Linked DNA regions of Sus scrofa: region 2 is linked to region 1. The links are chromatin contacts, called in public HiChIP or PLAC-seq maps. All regions are on one chromosome and are shown on one strand. Each heading gives the region's core, a stretch centred on a gene start, on an enhancer-like site or on the middle of the called end of the contact. The rest is flanking DNA. Distances are from core to core; before and after follow the strand shown.

Evidence for each region. HiChIP or PLAC-seq counts read pairs in DNA pulled down with a chosen protein or histone mark.
Region 2: a contact with region 1 is called in an H3K27ac HiChIP or PLAC-seq map of skeletal muscle, with 7 times the contacts expected there. The contact joins the promoter of ADGRF5 here to the enhancer-like site in region 1. A contact is called at or near these places in 1 of 5 promoter capture datasets (liver), 6 of 47 Hi-C or Micro-C datasets (heart right ventricle, liver, psoas muscle and 1 more) and 1 of 2 datasets of contacts at active chromatin or transcription factors (skeletal muscle).

Annotation. Positions count from the first base shown.
Region 1 is chr7:41,697,069-41,703,343 of Sscrofa11.1, reverse strand. ADGRF5 (adhesion G protein-coupled receptor F5) reads left to right here. Exons shown (of 22, transcript XM_013978015.2): 3 at 2,345-2,399. Among named protein-coding and RNA genes, the nearest start is that of ADGRF5, 69 kb to the left of the region's middle. Within about 2 kb of position 3,328, at least 4 of the 83 cell types and tissues checked have an H3K27ac peak or open chromatin away from gene starts, as enhancers often do. A contact at or near this core is called in skeletal muscle, where this site is marked.
Region 2 is chr7:41,765,193-41,771,205 of Sscrofa11.1, reverse strand. ADGRF5 (adhesion G protein-coupled receptor F5) reads left to right here and starts at 1,784. Exons shown (of 22, transcript XM_013978015.2): 1 at 1,784-1,808.

The sequences.
Region 1 (6,275 bases), core at 2,079-4,578:
GCTGTGGTGTAGGTTTCAGATGAGGCTCGGATTCTGCGTTGCTGTGGCTGTGGTGTAGGCAGGCAGCTACAGCTCCGATTCGACCCCTAGCCTGGGAACATCCATATGCCAAGGGAGCAGCCCTAGAAAAAAAGGCAAAAAAAAAAGGGGGGGGGGGAAGAAAATGTAGGGAATGACGTCTTGGCCTGGGAGAGCTGCCCAATCGTGCCCACTTGTAGTCACCTTCTCTTGCATGGACAGAGGAAGCTTCCTGGTGGCTTACAATTAAATTGTAATTGTAAGTCCCAAAGCGGATGGAGGCAGGAAGGCAGTGGGAGAACCTTTCCTTCTGCCCCAACACAGAGCCTGAGCAGCTCCAGAGGAAGCCAGGCAGGAACCAGCCCTATACATTGACTCTGTGATTTCTAGGTTCCTGGGCTTTTCCATAGAACTCAGATAACATCACTGCAAACAGAGTGGCACCTGGGCTTTGAAAACTCCAATCCCCATCCATCATCCTGCTCTTTGTTTCTTTGAGAACCCTTATGAACTATCACGTATGGGTTCCTCCACACTTTCTATGGCTGTTGATACCAGTCGTTGAAAAGAAGGAGGGGACAGAGGAGGCAATAGAGTAAGAAAGAGAAAAGGTATTCGTCAGGAGCGACTGCGTCACTGAGAACAACCCTCAGTTTCCCCACAGTTTCCCACGGCATCTCCCAACAAGACGATGAGGTGCATGTATGGGCAAGTACAGACCTAGGAGGCAGACTATCTGGGTTTGAGTCTTAATTCTGCCATTTTGAAGCTGTGTGACCTTAGGCAAGTTAATTGACCTCTCTGTGCCGGTGTTTTCTCATTTGTGAAATGTGTCAAATAACAGCATCTATGCCATAGATTGTCAGGAGGATTAAACAAATGAGCACACACCACATACTAAACAGCACCCGGCACAGGGTGTTGAAGATGTTTTAGGAATTATTGTTGTTATCGTTATGAAGTGAGATAACTAGAAGAAAAATGGTAGTGCCCACGGATGGCAGAATGAGCTCTGTTTGGGTGGCATTCATCGGTGCATGGAGGTGATGGCAAAGCCCACATCCTGGAGGACAGGCGTTATTTGGCCCTTCTGATGAGCCTTGAGGAAGTCTGCGCTGGGAAATACATCAGAGGAAAACTCACTTAGAGGCAGGGATGATCTAGGAATACCAGGTCAGGTCAAGGGGAGGTTATAAACTACAGAGCTGGCAGTGAACTCAGCAGCAGAGCCAATTAACGTCACCTCTTAAACAAAGAAGCCACATAATGACCAGAGCTGAGCTTATGGAGATAAGGTAAGTGGCAGGATGCAGACAGGGGAGTCCATGGTCATGATGCTCTCAGAACAGTGTGATGCCTGACCCAGACTAGCCCTTACCATGTCATTAACCCCCTTCCAGTGTTTTACATTTATTAACCATTTGATCCTCTCAACAACTCCATGAGGTAAGCTACATTTATCCCTATATGATAGGTGGGTCCCGCGACACAGAGCGGTTAAGTCACTTGCCCAAGGTCACACAGCCATTTTAGGGCAGAGCTAAGCTCTGGATTCAATGTCTGCGGTGTCTTTACCCTTAACTATCGGTCTATACGATCGCGCATTTATTAAGAGTGTACCGTGTTCCATGTTGCAATTCGTTTAATTCTCATAGTACTTCCACGAGGTCAGCACTACTGTTCCATTTTACAGAAAGAAAAGCGAGGCTCAGAGAGGATAAGTAACATCCTCAAGGTCACATAGCTAGTAAGGGGCACAGCTCTGTACCCAGGCAGGCTGGCTTCACAGCTGACTCTCACAGCCCCTGCTTCAGGAGGCATCTGTAAAACCATCCAGGAGAAAAAGGGCCAGAGGAGGAGAAAATAACTTTAAGCGAGCACCATCTAAACAGCCCTAATGCCGCAGGAATATTGGGGTGGGGACAGGCCTAGGGCGGAGGAGAGGTCGTGAGACTCAACTAAAAGGTCACTGGAATGACTCAGGGTTCAAGTTCTAGCACAGTGGAGAACACCATTCTTCATATTTTTTCGACAGGCCTCATGCTGCAGGAACTCTGAGAAACGCAGATAGGCTGATATCTTCCGCTCCTGAAACTAGAAACTGGTCTATAAAAAAATCCGGGCCCAAGTCACACCAGAGGCCAACCTATTTCATCTTCCTGACGGGCTTCGATTGTGGGCAGTCCCCATCCCCAGGGCACAAGGCGCTGACCCCAAATCCGCAGCCCTCTGCTTCGCTCGAACATTCTGGGACAATGAGAGCAGAAAGCCATTGTGAAAAGATGTCTCTGACACGCACTGACAATTGTCTCAAATGTTCTTTCAGCTTCTCCGTGAGCAGGAACTAGCAGGGGAAGACCCAGCGAGGCAAAAACGAGCCGGTACGTAACCCTTTGCTGGGCCATCTTTTCGAGTAAGTCCCCTCAGAGGTTCTCTGTTGTAACGTTTGGAAACAGCGGGATCCACATAATTCAGTCTCAGAGTGCATCAGGGTTCAATTTCCAGAAGTAACTGTAACAGAATTCCATTCTCTATGAAAGGACATTCAGCGGATCTTATCAACACCTTCAATTCCCGTGTCCCTCCCATTATGATCATCGGATCCTGAAATTTTCCTGGGGCCCTTCCCTCACTTCTCTGCTCTCAACCCCGCAGACTTGCCTTTTGCCTTAAAAACAAACAAACAAAAAAAAACTCTCACTCAGCACTTTATCTTATAGATCAACTTAACCTCTAGACTCAAGTCTTCCTCTGCCTCCCACTCCTGCTTTCCCACTAAATTCCAAAGCCACGATCTGGAAAATACAGAGCTCTGCCCTTTGGAGGGCTGGGGGCAGGCGAGAGCTGTGAACACAGCGCAAAGTCATCCTCAGCCTCCGCTCCCATGTGGGGGACCCTGGGCTGCTGAGTACATCTGTAGGCTGCGTTTTCCCAGGACCAGGTCCTCCTCCGTCCATCACAGCAATGTTGCAAAAGCATCTGTTTGATTCTGTCATTTCCCTGCATAAAATCCTTCAGGGGCTCCCAGTTGCCTCGGAGATGAAATCAGATTATCCACTCAAATCTCATGGGACCCTAAGTGCTTGCCCTCATATGTCCTTCTATGGCTTTTCGCTTAGAGGATGCCCTGCCCACCATCCATCCCCCTTTGCTTGTCTGGGGGTTCATCTCACACAGGCTCCTGCCCTGGAGGGCCCTCCATCAATTCCCCAGACGGGGAGGGACTGCTCTCCCAGGTTCCCATTACCCGCCATACATCCTCCCAGCCCAACATCCGTCCCAGCGCAAATAATCCTTTGACTTCCTGTTTGCCGCTCCCAAGAGACATGAGCTCCCTTGACCCTCTTCCTCTTGGCAGCCTGGACTGTAGCCTGAGTCTCCAGTGATGAGGGAACAAATAAAGAGAATGCCGGTCTCTGTCATCGCTGCCTCTGTGTGAGATCAGAGGCGAACTCACTTTTCCTAAGGGTCTGCTGCCTGAGGGGCTGGACCAACCATCTAGAAACTTTTTTTTTTTCCTTCTGTCTTTTTAGGGCTGCCCCTGGGGCATATAGAGGTTCCCAGGCTAGGAGTTGAATTGGAGCTGCAGCTGCCCCCCCAGCCACAGTAATGCCAGATCCGAGCCACGTCTGTAACCTACACCACAGCTCACAGCAAGGCTGGATCCTTAACCCACTGAGCGAGGCCAGGGATCTAACCCGTATCTTCATGGATACTAGTCAGGTTCTTTTCTGCTGAGCCGCAGTAGGAACCCCTAGAAACTTCTTAACCTGTAGCATTGTGGCGGAATCATTTTCCAGGCGTGTTGTGACTTGATCTGTTCAGTCTTGGGGGTCAAAAAGAGACAGTAGGCTGTCAGAGGGAGCAGGCTTGCCCCCAAGGCAGGATAAAGGTTTCTGGTAGAACTCTTCCCGAGGCAGGAACCCGTTCCCAGTGTTGCCTGATGCTTGAAATGAAAATTCAACCACATTGTATTAAGCTCTGGAAATGCTCCCCGGAAGCTCATTCCATTGGTCATTTCCCCTTCCGTTCTTTCTTTTTCTTTTTTTTCTATTTTAGCCTGTGTTATACGCTAGGGGACCCTCCCCACTCCCTTCCCTGAAGTGGTCTATGGCATAGACTTCACTGCCTGTGCTTTAAAAATGAGCATCTTCCCCTCTACCCAGTCCCTGACAATCCATTGAACCCCCTGTCCCCATGACAGGAACAGGGTCGGCTGTGTCCCCATTCAGTGTTTTGAAAGGCTTTTCTTCCTCAAATCAAACTTCCAGCTCCCAGCTTCTGCCAGCTTCTTCTAGGCTTCAGATTGCCAACTTCTTCAGGGGCACCTGATGACTCTACAGCTGTAAAAGTCACATCTTCCTGCATCTCCAGGTCCTGTCATTTGTCATCCATGATGACAATATGGGAGGTTAGCCCTTGGAAAGGAAATCACCTCTACATCTAAGGATTTGACATGCGAAAATTTTTCTAGACATGCTTCCGTTTAAAAAAATCATGACGATAATAATCATCATGAAAACGTGTTTTCTATTTTTTTATACATGGTCCTCTGTGCTCTTGGGCCTCTAGAGTCATTTTGGAAGTGTTAGTGGCTCAGCCCATCATCCGCAGAAGAGAGATTGGCCTTGATACTTTTACAAAATCACCAAAGTAAGAAATGATCATGGAGGAGTTCCCATTGTGGCTCAAGGGTAATGAGCCTGACTAGTATCCGTGAGGACGTGGGTTCGATCCCCGGCCTCGATCAGTGGGTTAAGGATCCAGCATGGCCATGAACTGTGGTATAGGTCGGCAGTTGCAGCTCCAATTCAGCCCCTAGCCTGGGAACTTCCACATGCCACTGGCCCTAAAAAATAAATAAGTAAAATAAATAATAGAAAAAGGAAGAAAGGAATGGTCTTGAAATGGCTGGGGCATTGGGCTGCAGGTACTCAGAATCAAAGTTGCAATTAAGAGCATCCCTCTCCAGGAAAACTAGGAAAGCAAGTAATAGGAGGGTTACATTCTGCAGAGGCCACACAGACATGTCTGTGTTCTGAGGTTTTAACAACCCAGAGAGACAAACAAAATTTCCAAGAGAAAGAGAATTCTCAAAAGGAATTTCCTTTTGAGGCCTGACCAAATGTTTATATCTTTAGGATTTGGGATAGAATCATTTTTAAAAGTAGGATCAGAGTTCCTGCTGTGTCACAGTGGGTTAAGAATTCAACTGCAGCAGTTCCAGTTGCTTCAGAGGCATGGGTTCAATCCTGGCCCAGGACAATGAGTTAAAGGATCCAGCATTGCTGCAACTGTGGCACAGATTGTACCTATGGCTCAGATTCAATCCCTGGCCTGGGAACATCCATGTGCCGTGGATATGGCTGTAACACTTTTTTAAAGACGTAGGATCAGTACTCATATTTATTTCAGAGCTATAGATTTCTTCCTCTATCATATACTATGTATCATAAAAATATTTTACACAAGCACAACTTATATATATACGTACATAAAAATATATACGGAATACTATACAGGGTTGTCGAGAGGATTAAATGATATCATGTACATATTGCTTTTTAAAACATTAATAGAGTTGTCTAGGAGTTTGGTTTTTATTTGTTTTAATAACTAGGCCAATTGATTTCTTTATAAAAATATTGCATTTGAAAGAGCCTAAAGGATCCCTGATATAGAGAAGTTTTCATGTAGTTACTGAAGACATGAAGACGGATGCCATAACATAGGAGTTAGCATTTTATTTTATTTTATTTTATTTTATTTCATTTTTATGGCCCAGTCCATAGCCCATGGAAGCTCCTGGACCAGAGGTCCAGTCGGAGCTGCAGCTTCAGGCCTACGCCACAGTTAAGGCAACACAGGATTAAGCTTCATCTGTAACCTCCATTGCAGCTTTTTTTTTTTTCATTACAGTATAAAGATTTACAATGTTATGCCAAAATAGTATTTTGTATATATCCACAGAATTCGGATATTTTTTTTTTAACGGCCACACCCATGGCACACCAGGGATTGAATCTGAGCCATAGCCACGACAGCTATGGCAACCCCAGATTCTTTAACCCACTGTGCTGGGCCAGGGATGGAACCTGCATCTCCATAGTGACCTAAGCCCCTGAATTTGGATTTTTTTTTTTTTTTTTTTTTGGTCTTTTGTCTTTTGAGGGCCGCACACACAGCATATGGAGTTCCCAGGCTAGGGCCTAATTGGAGCTGTTGCTACTGATCTATGCCACAGGCACAGCAATGTG
Region 2 (6,013 bases), core at 535-3,034, 69 kb before region 1:
TTTTGTTTTCCTGTATTGTTGTTTTTGGCCACGCCTGGGCTGGGGACTGAACCCACGCCATAGCAGAAACTGAAGCCACTGCAGTGACAAGCTGTATCCTGAACCCACTGTGTCACAAGGGAACTCCACCACTGGTGGGATTTTAACCCTGGGATGTTTTTGTGGTCTGTGCTCGCTCACACCCATCGCCAGCCTCTCTCCCCTTTGTGCCAGCTTCTGAGGGCACTGCGGGTGCACGTGTCGTCTTTCTGAACAAAATAGTCCAGGCTTTTCAAGGACACAGCTAATTAAAATCAACACACGCAGAGTTCCAACCTTCTTCCTGTGGGAATTGAGCAGGACCCTAGGGGGCCTTCCTGGAGCTGGCGGGGGGAGACCCCTCCCCCACATCCCTTTCTTGACACCTCTCTGAAGTACCCAGATAATAGTATTTCATGCATATTTCCTGAGTTTTTCGGATGCTAAAAACCACCACCAAATGGAAGACATTAACTACCCAATGACTTTTAGCACGTAGACCCCAGGCCTTCAGGAGCCTCAGGATAGAAAAAATGAACCCCTGTGACACAACCATGAAACCTCACCAGCAGCCAATCAGAGACCTGCGCATGAGTGATCACATCCCAAGGGACACTCCCCCCATATGCCACACCCATGACACAAGGAAATTCCCAGGCTGGGGTCAAATCAGAACTGCAGCTGCCCCTCTATGCCACAGCAAGGCTAGATCCGAGCTGTGTCTGCAACCTACACCACAGCTCAAGGCAATGCCAAATGGATCTTTAAACCCACTGAGCCAGGCAAGGGGTGAAACTCACAATGTCATGGTTAAGAGTCGGATTTGTTTTTGCTGCACCACAGTAGGAACTCCCCCCTCCCCCTGTAAAGATGCCTTGCTGAAACCCTTTCATGGAGGTTGGGGTCTGGGGGGCATGAGCCCCTGCATCTCCTTGCATGACCCTGCATTAACCTTTCTCTGCTTCCATGTGTTGGATTGTTTGGTCTTACTGTGTGCTGGGCTCACAAATTTGAGTTTAGTGACACTATGGCAGGACAGGCCTCAGGGAGGTTCATCTTCTACAGCGACAAACAGCCCTGCACCCAGAAGGGCCCCCACGCTAGGTTTAACATGCTGCTGTCGCCATCTCAAGATACTTAATTTTTAAAAAATGTTTATGCTTTTTCGGGCTGCACCTGCAGCATATGAAATTTCCCAGGGTAGGGGTCGAATCGGAGCTGCAGCTGCCAGCCTACATCACAGCCACAGCAACACTGGATTCTAGCCGTATCTGTGACTTATGCCACAGCTCACGACACCACCAGATCCTTAACCCATTGAGCGAAGCCAAGGATCAAACCTGAATCCTCATGAAGACGAGTTGTATTCTTAACCTATTAAGCACAATGGGAACTCCGAGATCCTTAATTTTTGAAGGCGTGGCCTCACATTTTCATTTTGCATCCTGCCCCACCAATTATGGAAGGGGTCCTGCTTCTAAGCCATCTATGGATGCTAGTCTTCAGATTAATCTTTAAACCCTCAAACAAAATGACCCAGGGACTTGAGGAATCGCATTAAAATTAGCTACAGACTGTCATCGCGTGTCCAGAGACACAGTGAGAGGGTTTTCCTCAGGCTGGGCCAACAGACCCTTCTCAGGCCTGCCTCTCCCCAGCGGCTCTGGAGCAAGAGCTCTGGACCATGGCCAGAAAAATCCTTCAGCTCCATGGAAGAGGATGCGAGCCTTCTTGACTTTTGCAGAGTCAAACACTTGAAGGAACTTCAGGAAGAAAGCCCTTGGTACAAGGTAAACCTAGCTGGCCCATCAGCCAGCCCCCCGCTCCTTCTTATTTCCATGATTCTTAGCATGTTTATTCTCATCTTGCCAGTGGCCAAAGGACACGTTTAAATTTCTTATTTCCCCGAGGGAGCCCGGAGAGAGGCACCAGGCACCTAATACAGGAAATCATGTGAAGAGGAGCTTGTATTTAATACGGTTCCCATATTACTTCCCTTCCCCCGGCCTCCGCCCCCACGTCCAGCCACACTGAGGCTCTTCCTGCAGCAGAAAATAGAAGGCAGGTCACCTCTGCTCCCTGAGGTCCCTGTGAGCCCGAGGAGCTCAGGTCTGACCTGGGGAAACCCCACCCTCCCCGCCGGGGCCGTGGGATTGAATGGGAGGCCTTTAAGTTTCACTGCCTGCTGGGAAGCTTTTCGGTCCAGGGTTAAATTTCAGGAGCCTGCACAGCACCGAAGAGAAAGGTAGGTCTGCTGCCCTTTTCTCTTTGGTTCATTTGTTGAAGCAGACGCGTGTGTCCATATGGTTTTTTCTAGTTGGCTGCATGCTTTTCACCTGCGTGTCTGGTGGACATGCACTCGTTTACAGGACCGTGAAGAAACACAGTGAGAGGGGAGGTGGACTTTGGGTCACCTTTGGAGAAAGATTTGTACCTCTTTGGAGAAAGAATGCCAAGCAGCCTAGGACAGGGAACCTGAGGCTGATTGTTTTTTGCTTGGGAAGACAGATCCCATCAGAAGCTGCATTCGGGGGCTTCTAAGAGAAAAAAGGGGACCGTCTTCTTTTCTTTTTCAACAAGGTAGATGTAGCTACGGGTCTTGATTTTTTTTTTTTTTAATTTTTCTGAGTCTTTCAGTTAAAGGATTTTCTAACAGGGAATATAAATCGTTGTTTCTAATTTCGGCTCCTGTCAGTCAAAAACATTGAAGGCTCCCTGTGTTCAGGTGGACTGCCTTGTGATTTTCCAGAATTTGTTATGAAATAATCATTCTCTCTGAAGTGTCCTGAAACGAGACGCAAGTAGTGACAAGGTCTTTCAAGTGAGGATGGAGATGGCTGATTGTCTTTATTCTCTTGTGGTCATTATCTACAGGGATTTTGCTTTTTTCCAGTTATTATTGGGGCTCGAGATGAAGTGTTCGAGGAGATGCAGAGCTGTGGGGGGTGTCTAGGCTGATTCAAATAATGCTACATGTTTCTCTGATTTTAAAAAGCCTCTTAGGATTTATTGTTTCACTTTTGACCTCACAAGCGACCTTTCCTCTGGGAGAAATGTTTTAGAGCAACTCCATACCAGTCAATTTGCACCTGTTTCTTGGCGTGTTGACTGTTCTTTCCTAACTTATTTAGTTCAGATGCTCAAAATTTCTTGCCATTTCTGTATCATACCCCAGCCCTGTCTCCTTCCATCCCGCCCTCCACACCCTGCTACATGGTTCTTTGGAAAATGCAATTCTAATCATGTCTGATCCTGAAATATCTCCATTGCACCCCATGGCTTACAGCCTAAAAGGTACGAGGGGTCCAGGTGCATCAGGCATCATTGGGCAGCTTGTTAGAGATGCAGGTTCGCTATCACCTTCTCAGATCTTCTCAGACTTAACTGAATCTGCACCTTAACCAGATCCCTGGGTGATGCATTCATATGCACTTTAAAGTTTGTGAAGCCCAGGGAGTTCCTGTCGTGGCTCAGTGGTTGACAAATCCAACTAGGAACCAGGAGGTTGCAGGTTCGACCCCCGGCCTTGCTCAGTGGGTTAGGATCCAGCGTTGCCGTAAGCTGTAGTGTAGGTTGCAGAAGCGGCTCGGATCCCGTGTTGCCATGGCTCTGGTGTAGGCCAGCAGCAACAGCTCCGATTCAATCCCTAGCCTGGGAACCTCCATATGCCGTGGGTGCGGCCCTAGAAAAAGCAAAAAGACAAAAAAGACAAAAAAAAAAAAAAAAAAAAAAAGTTCGTGAAGCCCAAAGCCCCCAAGACTTAAGGAGGCTAGACCTGACCTTGAGTCTTCAAGATCTGCTCCTTATCAGCCTGTCCAGCCTCCTCTCAGCCCCTGACTTTCCAGCTCTACCCAAACACTTCCATTTCCCTAAGACCCCAGAGCTCTGATGCCCACCTATGTCTCTGGGTGCTGTGCCCTGTGACCCCGATAACTTCATTCATCTTCTCCACCTGAGTACCCACTGCTGCCAGACTGTTCCCCCCCCCCCAGTCTGCCTTATACTAAGTGACCCTCAAGTCCGTGGTTTTATGGCACTTAGCGAAATGCTTCTATCATAGCCCTTAGTTTATTAAGTGATGGTTGCTAGGTTTATTTTCATCCTTGAGGAGTTTCTGCTCACTGATTTCTGAAACCATAACCCTTAGACCAATGCCAGGGGCATAGCTTGTGCTCAGTATTTCTGAATTCATGAATGAACGAATGGATGAATCCATGAATGGATATGTTGAGCAAAGAACCCCCAGTCGCCGCCAGATTGAGAGCTATATAGTTTGAAGTTTTTCAAGGAGCGTGCCAATCTCTGTATCATTTTCCCACATGAGATTTGACGGATTCATTTTGTTCACCAACTATTTTGAGGACCTATCCGGTGCCATGCCTTTTAGAATCTACTTCTTTTTTTCCAGGCCGCAGAAGTTTGCGGGCCGGAAATCGAACCCACACCACAGCAGTGACAATGCTGGATCCTTAACCTCCTGCGCCACCAGGGAACTCCTAGAATCTATTTCTTTATGTCGCTGTGGATAGTGTCTCCTGTGAGGTGTTTCTCTCTCAGTGCCCCTCATTCTCCAAGTCAGAGACTTACTCATTTTTCAGCAAAAACATAATGAACACCTTCCACATACCAGGTACAGCACTACGTGCTAGGAATACGATGACGAAGGACACAAATGTGTGTCTTGCCTCTGTGCAGATAGAAAATGGATGTTTTTTTTTTTGGCCACCCATATGGTATGTGGAGATTCCACTGCTGTACCACAGCAGTGACCCAAGCCACACCAGTGACAACAGCAGATCCTTAACCTGTCAGACCACCAGGGAACTTGGAGGATGTGCTTTTTTTTTTTTTTTTTTTTTTTTTTAATCCTCCTCTCTTGCTTCTCCTCAAAAAGCCTGAAAGAAAGAAAGGGAAAAAGTAGCCTGAAAGAAAATTAAATATCTTATCTCTAACGAAAGCTGGCACCTCCATGTAAAGAAAGCAGGAGCTTGAAGGCAGAGTGATTTAGTAGGAAGAAAGCTGGGCTGTGCTTCAGCGCTGCGATATAGTCCAGCACCTGCAACTCCCTTGCCAGGAGGAGGGCTGGCCCCATCTGTTCTCTGGACCTTAATTTTCTCAGGCGGTGCCCAAGACAGAGAGCTGTAAGGCGAAGAAGCCCCTGGCTTCCTGAGTGTCCAGGGACGATACCCTCCAGGGACTGTCAGCCTTCCCGACTGTCATGCTACGTGAGGATTTGAAGGGCAGGGCTCTGTCGTTCCCTGAGGCCACCTGGCAAAGAGGAGATGGAAGGGAGTCATGTCATGACTGAGCCCCTGTGCTCAGCTGTGACATGAATGTCATCCTTTGCCACTTTCCATCAAACACCATGTGGCAGAGGCTGCCAGGGAGCAGTGCCCTGCAACTAAGCAGAATCCACTTGGCGTGCCTTGGTGGGTGGAGAGCTGGTTCGAAGTAGGGCAGCTGAGGAGGGAGGCAGTGTCATCCTCAGGCCGTCTCTGCTTCTGGAAAGCAGCCAGGGAAGGGAGGGAAGTAGCTCCACCAAGGAGTGCAGGAAAAATCTAGAAACCTTAGAGACAGACAGCCAAAAGGAGATCCCTGACCCTCACTGCGGCATGGCTGCGACTACCCTTGGGCTCTTTTTTCCCCATGTAAAGATTTTTCTTTTTTTTAATGGCCATACCCGTGGCATACGGACGTTCCCAGGCCAAGAATCGAACCTGCACCTCTGCAGCAACCCAAGCCACTGCCGTTGGATTCTTACCCCACTGCACCACAGCAGGAACTTCAAGATTTTTTAAAAATTGAAATACAGTTGATTTACAATGTTGTGTTAATTTCTGCTGTATGGCAAAGTGATTTAATTACACACATATTCTTGTTTAATATTTTTCATTATGGTTTGTCACAGGACATTGAATACAGTAAGACCTTGTTGTCTTTCCCCTCCAGATATAATAGCTTTGCATCTTCTACCCCAGCTTCTTACTCCATACCT